2 separate regions of the Pan troglodytes genome follow, and region 1 is linked to region 2. A link is a contact called in public HiChIP or PLAC-seq data. All regions are on one chromosome and are shown on one strand. The core of a region is the stretch at or near the end of the contact, and the rest is flanking DNA. Distances in the headings are between cores, read along the strand shown. Region 1 holds the start of CEP70 (centrosomal protein 70). Region 2 holds the start of MRPS22 (mitochondrial ribosomal protein S22).

Region 1 (4,327 bases), core at 881-3,380, 750 kb before region 2:
ACAGGTAGGATATTCTCATTTGCAAGGATACTAAAATGAAGCATCCTCAGACAAACTACCACTGATCACAAAAGCAAACACAGGAAAAAACTGCTCCTCATTTGCACCTGTGACCAAGCCCTCCTTTTCAGAGGACCATTCTGTGAAATAAACGGGCCAATAGTTTGCAGCAGCCTTTTCCCCACTACAGGCTGTGACAGGACAAAGGTCTGGAACTTTAAAGTCACAGGAAGAGACCAAATGCTTTCTAGGGCCAAAAACAGAAGCTACAGCTTTAATTAGTGTCATAACACACTTAAAATAAGATTGTTGGGAGTAGGAGTCGGAGGGTAGGAGTTGATTTGTACATGGCATAGTAAGCCAAGCATAGAAAAGCAAAAACATAATTGTATCTTCTGGCACTTTCTAGGTTTCCCGAGTCTTTCAGCCAAATTGCCCTTTATAGGTCTGAAGCCCCTTGTAACATGCTCCATATCTTAAAATTTAATTATTTTTTCACCATTTGGGGTGGGGGAGGGGAGCTGACAATAAACCATGGCCAATAACTGTTCCTTCTCAACTGAATCACACCAAAATCTGTAAACATCTTCAAAAGTATATACTTCAAATTACTGCAATAAATGAACATGTAACCCTTTCGAAGTCTCTATTCCTTATTAAATGCAAAAGCTCTATTCTAAAAATATTGCAACTTGCTGTTTAATGTTCCTAAGAAAGAGCTGAACCTACCCCAAATAGGAAAGAGTTAAAATGGAATGTCATCTCAACCAAATCATTCTGTCTCAGGAGAGACATGAAGGGGCAGAACCTTGCTTTGAGGCAAAAGCTGTAGGGAAAACTCCAAGTCAGCCACCTCTTCCCCAAAAGGCGGGACAGGGGAGGCCACAGTCTACTTGGCAATATTTAAAGTACAAAACTCATGCAGAGGCTTGAAACCAATATGGGTAATGCCTGCACAGAGTTTAATATATTATACATATATTTTTGAGACAGAGTCTCGCTCCGTCACCCAGGCTGGAGTGCAGTGGCGCGATCTCGGCTCACAGCAACCTCCGCCTCCCGAGTTCAAGCGATTCTGCTGCCTCAGCTGCCCGAGTAGCTGGGATTACAGGCGCACACCACCATGCCCAGCTAATTTTTGTATTTTTAGTAGTGACGTGGTTTCATCATGTTGGCCAGGGTGGTCTCGAACTCCTGACCTCAGGTGATCCGCCCACCTCGGCCTCCCAAAGTGCTGAGATTACAGGCGTAAGCCACTGCGCCCTGCCTGTTTAATATCATTGATTGAAAAACAAAGTGGCAGTAAAAAAGGAAACTCTGATTGGTCTCTCTGTTACAGGTGACTTAGCCTTCTGGCATTTTTCACCTTGAAAAACTCCTATTAGGCCCTGTATAAAGTCAGAGGTCCCCTGAATCCGGAATGAGGTTAATAAACTGGAGAAAGAGATACTCACCTGTGCTATTCGCCTAACCGCCCCCTTCTGCTCCGAGTCCTCACTCCCCAAACAACCTTCGCGGTTGTTTGACACAAAACTAGCGCTTCAGCCCGGGTCGATTTTGGGGGATGGAGTAATTACCTACAGCTTAAATCGAGTCTGTGCCCGACGTGATTCTAAGCTTTACTCTTACTGCCTCATTTAACCCTCACAACCACCTTGTAAGGCAAGAATTACCAGCTTTAGTATACAAATAAAGAATCGGAGGCGCTGAGACATTAAAGGAGAAGCCAAAGAACACAAAGCCTGGGGAGCTGGGACTGGAGGCAGTTTTGTCCGATCCCCAAACCCTTACGCAGGGATTTTTAATTGGCGCGACCCTGTCCCAGATGGCTCCTCCCTGACAAGGGTCAGTCTGACCACTTTTAGGCCCAGGTGAGGTCAAGTCCGGGGTACTCCGGGAAGGGGCTCACGCCGACGCCTCTGAGAGCCCCGAGAGCCACTCACCTTACTCAGTCGCCGGCCTCCCACCAGCAGCCAGCCGGGCCAGGTTAGGCTGGGATCAGCTACGTCAGGCCCCGCCTCCGCGACCGTCACCGCCGCCGGGGGAGGGCGGCCAATCGAGCCCGAGCGCGTCGAGGGCCAGCCCCTCTTTGGCCTGCGAATGCCCCCAAACGATTCTCTCCAGCCTCTCCGGGAAGCTGGGTCCGCCCCGCGCCCTCCGGTTGGCTCACTACGGGGGGCGGGGCTTACCGCGAACGAAGGCGTCGGTGCGATGTGCTGGTCTCGGGCACGCTGGCGCTTCCAACGCACTCCTTGGGTGCCCTGTCACTTACATGGAGGCTTATTTGCCCAGAAGACGTCAGAAATACTTGTGGCCGTGGGTGAAAGTGAAGCCTGGGTTACCTGGCCACCAGAGACTGCCCTCTCTCTCGCCCCCTACCCCGCCGCGACTACGAGCTCTTGCTGGGGTACGGGTCAGCATGTTCTCGATGTTCCAGACCTGAATGACCACTGTAGCAGTTGACATTTGGAGGACCCCAATAAATATTTGTTGATGACAGTTCATCTTCCCATTCAGCATTTTCCACATCTCGACGAAGCGTCAGGCCCTACCTGAGGCTGTAACTGTCCACCATTGTCATTGCATCTTATAGCCACATGGTGTCGCTGTTGACAACTTGTCTTTTCAAATCAGTCAAATGATGTAGGTCTGTGTTACAGTCAAATGTTGCAACAGACTGTGTTGCAGTCAAATGATGCAGGTCCCACAGTAGCCAACAGGGATGTCCCATCTAGGGCATCAGCCAAGGGTCTCTCATCAGGAGATCCAAGGGCTCTTGGAGCTCAATACTTTCAGACCCTTCTTAGCCTTCTTCCAGGCAGCTGGGACTACACTTAGGTTTGATCTCTGTGTTTGCCCCATGCAAACATGTCCCTACCCCAACCTACGCCTACCCACTGTGCTTTCCATACCTGGATATTCACTCTAACGATGGTTAGCAGATTGCATTTTCAGTTCTCAAAATGCAAATAGTCTCAGTGCTTCCCTTTTCCAAGATAATAGGGTGCCCTTGCATACTCTTCTGAGAATGGCTGCCCTAATTGTAGAGGCCAAACATCTTTGAGTCAGTTATTATTATTTTGGATGCACGTGATATAAAATCTGAGTTAAATTGTCTTCCTAAAAAATAAAGAAGTTGCTTATCTCGCATAACAGAAAGCTCAGAGGCAAGGGAGAATTTGATTAATTCAGTGGCTAAGCAAGTTAACAAGGACCCAGTTGCTATTAGTCTCTGCTTTGTTGTAAAAAAAAAAGGGTAGACTTCAAATTCATACTAACGTGATTTTCCAGATGTCTACTTGGAGAAATCAGGACCACATACTTTCTTTTTCATCTAAAACCTTTCCTTCTGGTTTTTTGAGCCGATAAGTTCACACAGGCACACACTCTTCCTCTTTACCAGTAACTGCCTGGGAAATGTACAGACAGCTTAAGCCTGGGTTCCAGAAGTGAAAAGGAGCTATGACAATTGGAATTGGCAATGGTGTCAGCGCTCTTTGAGTCACATGAGTTGCAAGGTGGAGACATGGCTATTTGAATAAAACTGGAGACCTGTAAAGGAGAAGAGGAAAATGGATGCTAGATGGATGATCACCAGTATCTTTCACAGTCTTCAAAGCACAAGAAGGCTGATTCCTCTCTATTTTCTAACTGAATTTTTTATGTGGTGAATGGAGGGGAAGAGTTGCTATAGCACTGCCCTCCAAAACAATTCCCTTCTTATGGACCATGAAAGCCTTTCCAGCACCTCTCTTTGCTAGAGAAGGAAAACATCCCTGCACACAAACTTAGTCTTTCACTGAGAATCCTGCTACATTGGTCTCAAGAGTTTTCTATGGGCCTCATCCACCCAATAGAATTCTAATAATTCTAAACATTCATTTAACATTCATTCATTTATAAAAATGTGTTGGCCGGGCACAGTGGCTCACGCCTGTAATCCCAGCACTTTGGGAGGCCAAGGTAGGTGGATCACCTGAGGTCAGGAGTTCGACAACAGCCTAGCCAACATGGGGAAACCCCATCTCTACTAAAAATACAAAATTAGCCGGGCGTGGTGGCACATGCCTGTAATCCCAGCTACTTAGGAGGCTGAGGCAGGAGAATCGCTTGAACCCGGGAGGCGGAGGTTGCGGTGAGCCGAGATCGCACCATTGCACTCTAGCCTGGGCAACAAGAGCAAAATTCCGTCTCAAAAAAAAAAAAAAAAAAAATTTTGTTAAGCACCTGTTATGTACCAGGGATTGAACTAGATGCTGAGTCAGATTTATAAGTGGGGGAGTTTACAATAGTAAGTAAGCCCAATTGTGATTCCTGCCTTCGTGGA
Region 2 (4,705 bases), core at 1,902-4,401:
AATAGAAAACCATGCTTGCTCCACAGAGCTGGTGAAGATATGACCTAATGAATCCTAACAGTAGCTGCAGCCAGATAGCCTTGGGACTGTCAGTCAGAGGGCCAACCCTCCCCAACCCCCAGTGGTGAACAGAACCCCACCCAGGCCAATCAGCCTCTCTCACCAGGAACTTAGATTAGACGGAAGGCAGGGAGTTGGAACCAAGCCATTAGGACCGCAACCTCCTGGAGAGATCTCTTGAGTTCCTGCCTCTGGGGTTCTTGGAGCTGCCATCTTTCAAGTCCTTCCTGAGGCTTGGCTGTTGAGCTTTTTCTTGAATTCTGTGAGATATTCAGTATCCTTCCAATTACTCCCATTTCAGTTTTACTCAGGAAAGATTTGTTTCTTGCAACCAGAGTACTTCTGAATACTATCCTCAGAAAGTAACTGACTTGGGTGCCATGGCTCATGCCTGCAATTCCAGCACTTTGGTAGGCTGAGGCGGGCAGATCACTTGAGCCCAGGAGTTCAAGACCAGCCTGGACAACACAAAAATTAGCTGGGCATGGTGGTGTGCACCTGTAGTCCTAGCTACTTGGGAGGCTAAGGTGGGAGGATTGCTTGAGCCCAGGAGGCAGAGTTTGCAGTGAGCTGAGATCAGGCTACTGCACTTCAGCCATGGTGACAAAGTAAGAAAGACCCTGTCTCAAAAGAAAAAAAAAAGGAAAAGAATAAAAGAAAGTAATTGACTTGCCACCACACAACCTTCTCACAACATCTTTATGAAACACCAGACATCAGATCCTGAAAGTACTTTATTCTCAAAGTCTGCAAGATAAGTATTGTCATTATGCCCATTTTGCAGGTGAGGTACTGGGGCTCTGAAAGATGTGGGCATCTGCCTGAGGTTATAGCTTAAACCAGGAATCTTCGTTACTCCATATCAGTAAAACTCACTGTACCCCAAGTAAAAGAGGTCACTGAAAGGAAAGTGGGAAGCTCTCTGGCCAAGACACCACCTTTCTCCATCTCTCTCCATACATATTCTCCCATCTCTGCTTCTGAGGATCTGCTCCATTTTCCTGCCTCTCTCTGCAGAGTGGCTTTTCCCTGCTCACTCATCAGTGAGCACATTGCTGAAAAAGGCTGCTTCAGCCCAAACCCTAAATACTTAGTTATTCACTTCAAGCTTCCACCGTCGACTATTCTATGTCTCATAGTTTGAATTATTGAGAAAAAATCTGCTTGGTGCCTGGTCATCTGGGGTAGGCTGAAGAATGCCCCCATACTTCCTCCCAAGTATAACTGCACTCTAATCCATGGAACTTGTGGATGTTACCTTATATGGAAACATGGTCTTTGCAGATGTGATTAAGTTAAAGATTTTAAAATGGGGATTATGTTGGATTATCAGGGTGGGTCAGTGATTATGCAATCACATACATCCTTATAAGAAGAAAACAGAGGAAGATTTGGCACAAATAGAAGAAGAGAAGCTGATGTGAAGATGGAGGCAGAGATTGAAATGATGCAGCCACAAGCAAAGGAATGTTTACAGTCATCAGAAACTGGAAGAGACAAGGGGCAGATTCTTCTCCAGAGATAGACTCTAAGGGGAGCAGAGCTCCCTTGATTTCAGCTCAGTAATATTGATTTCAGATTTCTCATGCGGAATTGTGAAAGAATACATTTTTGTTATTTTAAACCATAATATTTGTGGTAGTTTGTTATAGCAGCCACAGGAAACTAATGCTAATACAGCAGCCAATGGATTCATTCATCCTGCACTAAGTGTCCAATCAGCTGTGTCCAGGAGGATGTTTACAGGAAAAACATAGCCACTGAGGCCTGCTCTCTCAGCTATGGGAAGAAAGTAGAGGGTTCATTTTCAGAGAAAAGGCATGGGCTGGGAGACACCTGCATTCGTCCTGCCACTAGTCTCTGACACCTGCTATCATGTAGGTGTAAGCATTGGGAAGTGCAGGGCAGCAGACTTGCCTAAATAGGCACCAAGCCTAGTGCTCTCCCTTCCCCTCCCAAATAGGGAATGAGTTCATAAACAGCACTGTTAATATTAATGCTAAGTTGGGGGAAAATAGGTGAGGCTGGAAGGTGAGTCTATTCATCCAGCTAAGTCAAACAAGAGTTTACTAACAGCCTGTTTTGCCAGGCCTTGGGATAAGTGCTTAGCACAGGCACCAATCTATAGTCTAGAGAAGGATAAGACCTGCACATCCTGGATAGTTGGAAAAAATGTAAAGAATCATTTAATCATTCATTCATTTATTCAACAAAAGTTTGCTGTGCACGTAGATGTACTAGGCTAGGTGATATTGCAATAAAATATGTAGAGTCACTGTCTTCATGGGGTGAGAAACAGAAATAAGCAGATAAAGAGCAAAATAACAGATTATAAAATGGGCTATAAAGGAAAGGAATAAGTGTTGAGACAGAGAATCAGGTGTATGAATTGGCAGTGGCAGTGGTGGTGGTGGTAATCAGGGCTTGGAGTCAGGAGTTAGATTTAGGGTGCATGTGAGCAGTATGGATGGAGAAATTTAAGAAGTAGTTGGATTTAAACCTGAGGATGGGGGAGAAGGTTTGGGCAGGAAGTGGAATACATAAATTATGTATTTATTTGAGACAGAGTCTCACTCTGTCACCCAGGCTAGAGTGTTTGTTTGTTTGTTTATTTGAGATGGAGTCTTGCTTTGTTGCTCAGGCTGGAGTGCAATGGCACGATCTTGGCTCAATGCAACCTTTGCCTCCTGGGTTCAAGCGATTCTCCTGGTACAGGCGCCCGCCACCATGCTTGGCTAATTTTTATATTTTTAGTAGAGACGGGGGTTTCACCATGTTGGCCAGGCTGATCTCGAACTCCTGACCCCAGGTGATCCGCCCGCCTTGGCCTCCCAAACTGCTGGGATTACAGGCGCCTGGCCGGAAATTTGTTATTTAGAACGATGGAAACGGGTAGGAAAAAGAGCATATAGGGAAAAAGGTGTAAGTTTTAACTTTATGCATAGGGAAGGACATAAACACCGTCTACTTGTGAATAAGTAGTTTAGAAGAAACAATCTATGAGGGCCCGGAAGACTTCCGGCCCTTTCCGTCTTTAACTAGACTACATTTCCCAGAGTGCTGCAAGAACTGGGCGTGACTCGGAAATCCCTCCCAACCACTTCCGGCGCAAGTGGCCTCTGAATCATGGCGCCCCTCAGAACAACTGTATTGCTGTGGAGCCTCTTGAGGAGTTCTCCGGGCGTGGAACGGGTCCGTTTCCGGGCTCGAATCCAGCCCTGGCACAGTGGCCTGCTCCAACCGCTACCTTGCTCTTTCGAGATGGGGCTGCCACGCCGCCGGTTCAGCTCCGAGGCCGGTAAGTGACCTTCCGGACTTTCGCTGGGGCGTTCTTCTGGGAGACGTAGATCCTGTTTCTGGCAGGCGAAAACCACGCGATAGCCCCCGCGACACGTATCCTAGCGCTTCCTCAGATTCAGCTGTCTTCCTTCTGTACCTGTAGAGTTTGTCATCACCTGCATATCTGTTCATTCGTTCACTCACTCAGCTACAGTGCCTGAGTTCCGCTCCTTGCAGAGCACTGTGCTAAGCTCTGTAGGATATAGCAAACTAAGACTGACACAGAAATTTCCCTGTGGGAACTCATGTCCATGGGGAATTGGCAGTGCAGTGTGACCTGGGTTGTTATAGGGGACGCACACGGGAGAGGCACTCAAACTGGATTGGAAGGTCAGGGAAGGGTTCCTGGCAAATATGACTAAAGCTGAGATCTGGTTAGCCATGCTAAGGAGAAAGCAAGAAGCTTCTCAAGCATAGGGACAGTAGCAGATGTCCAGAAATGAGACTGAGCACAGATATTTGGGAACCCATTTTGGAGATAGGATTGATAAGGCTTGATTAAGGCTTTGGGTATGAGTTTAAAGGGACAAATTAAGATTGTTTCTTAAGTTTCTGACTGGAATAGAGGGTTGACCCATTTACACCAAGATGAAGAAGATTAATTAATTGTTGGAACCGTTATTTTGGGGGCGGGGGTAGTGCAGGAGTAGATGAGATCAGGAGATGGGAAAGGAGGCGGAATTAAACCTATTTGGGACACATTAAATTTGAGGTGACTGCAAGAGTCAACTGTTCAGTATGCAGTTAAATATAAAGTGAGGAACATCGGAGTAAAAATGGTAACTAAAGGTGAGTGAATGGGTGAGACTGAGGAGAGAGTAGTGCTGAGCACTTGCTGTGTGCTGGATACCCTGAGGAACCCTGGGTGCCAGAGATGAATATAAGACAAGGTCTGGTCTTCATAGAGCACATCACTTAGTGACAGACATAGTGTAAGTAAGCAGACCACCTTAACTTTTTTTCTAAATGAGGTTGGAAGCCATTCGTGAATTTTAAGCTTGGGAGTAATCTTGATTACATTTTAAAGAGATTACTCTGGTTGCTCGGTGGAGAATGATCTGTAGTGGGGCCAGAATGGAGAAAGGGAGGCTGATGCAAGAGATGAGGATAGCCTTGACTAGAGTAGTGGCAGTGGGAAATGGAGGATTAAAATGAGATTTATGAAGGCAAACAATCAGTATGTTCTCTGCCAGTGGTGTTTTTTTTTTTTTTTCTTTTTTTTTTTTGGTAAAATTGGGATAATCTTCGTGTTTACCTCATGGGTTGTTGTGAGTATTAAATAGGCTGAATGTGTAAAGTACTTAGC

Evidence for each region. HiChIP or PLAC-seq counts read pairs in DNA pulled down with a chosen protein or histone mark.
Region 1: an H3K4me3 HiChIP or PLAC-seq map of stem cell-derived excitatory neurons shows a contact between it and region 2, with 8 times the contacts expected there. The contact joins the promoter of CEP70 here to the promoter of MRPS22 in region 2. A contact is called at or near these places in 1 of 7 Hi-C or Micro-C datasets (stem cell-derived neural progenitor cells) and 1 of 1 datasets of contacts at active chromatin or transcription factors (stem cell-derived excitatory neurons).

Annotation. Positions count from the first base shown.
Region 1 is chr2:141,805,726-141,810,052 of NHGRI_mPanTro3-v2.0_pri, forward strand. CEP70 (centrosomal protein 70) reads right to left here and starts at 2,131. Exons shown (of 20, transcript XR_010155342.1): 1 at 1,944-2,131.
Region 2 is chr2:142,553,367-142,558,071 of NHGRI_mPanTro3-v2.0_pri, forward strand. MRPS22 (mitochondrial ribosomal protein S22) reads left to right here and starts at 3,152. Exons shown (of 8, transcript XM_016942051.4): 1 at 3,152-3,358. The coding sequence starts at 3,187.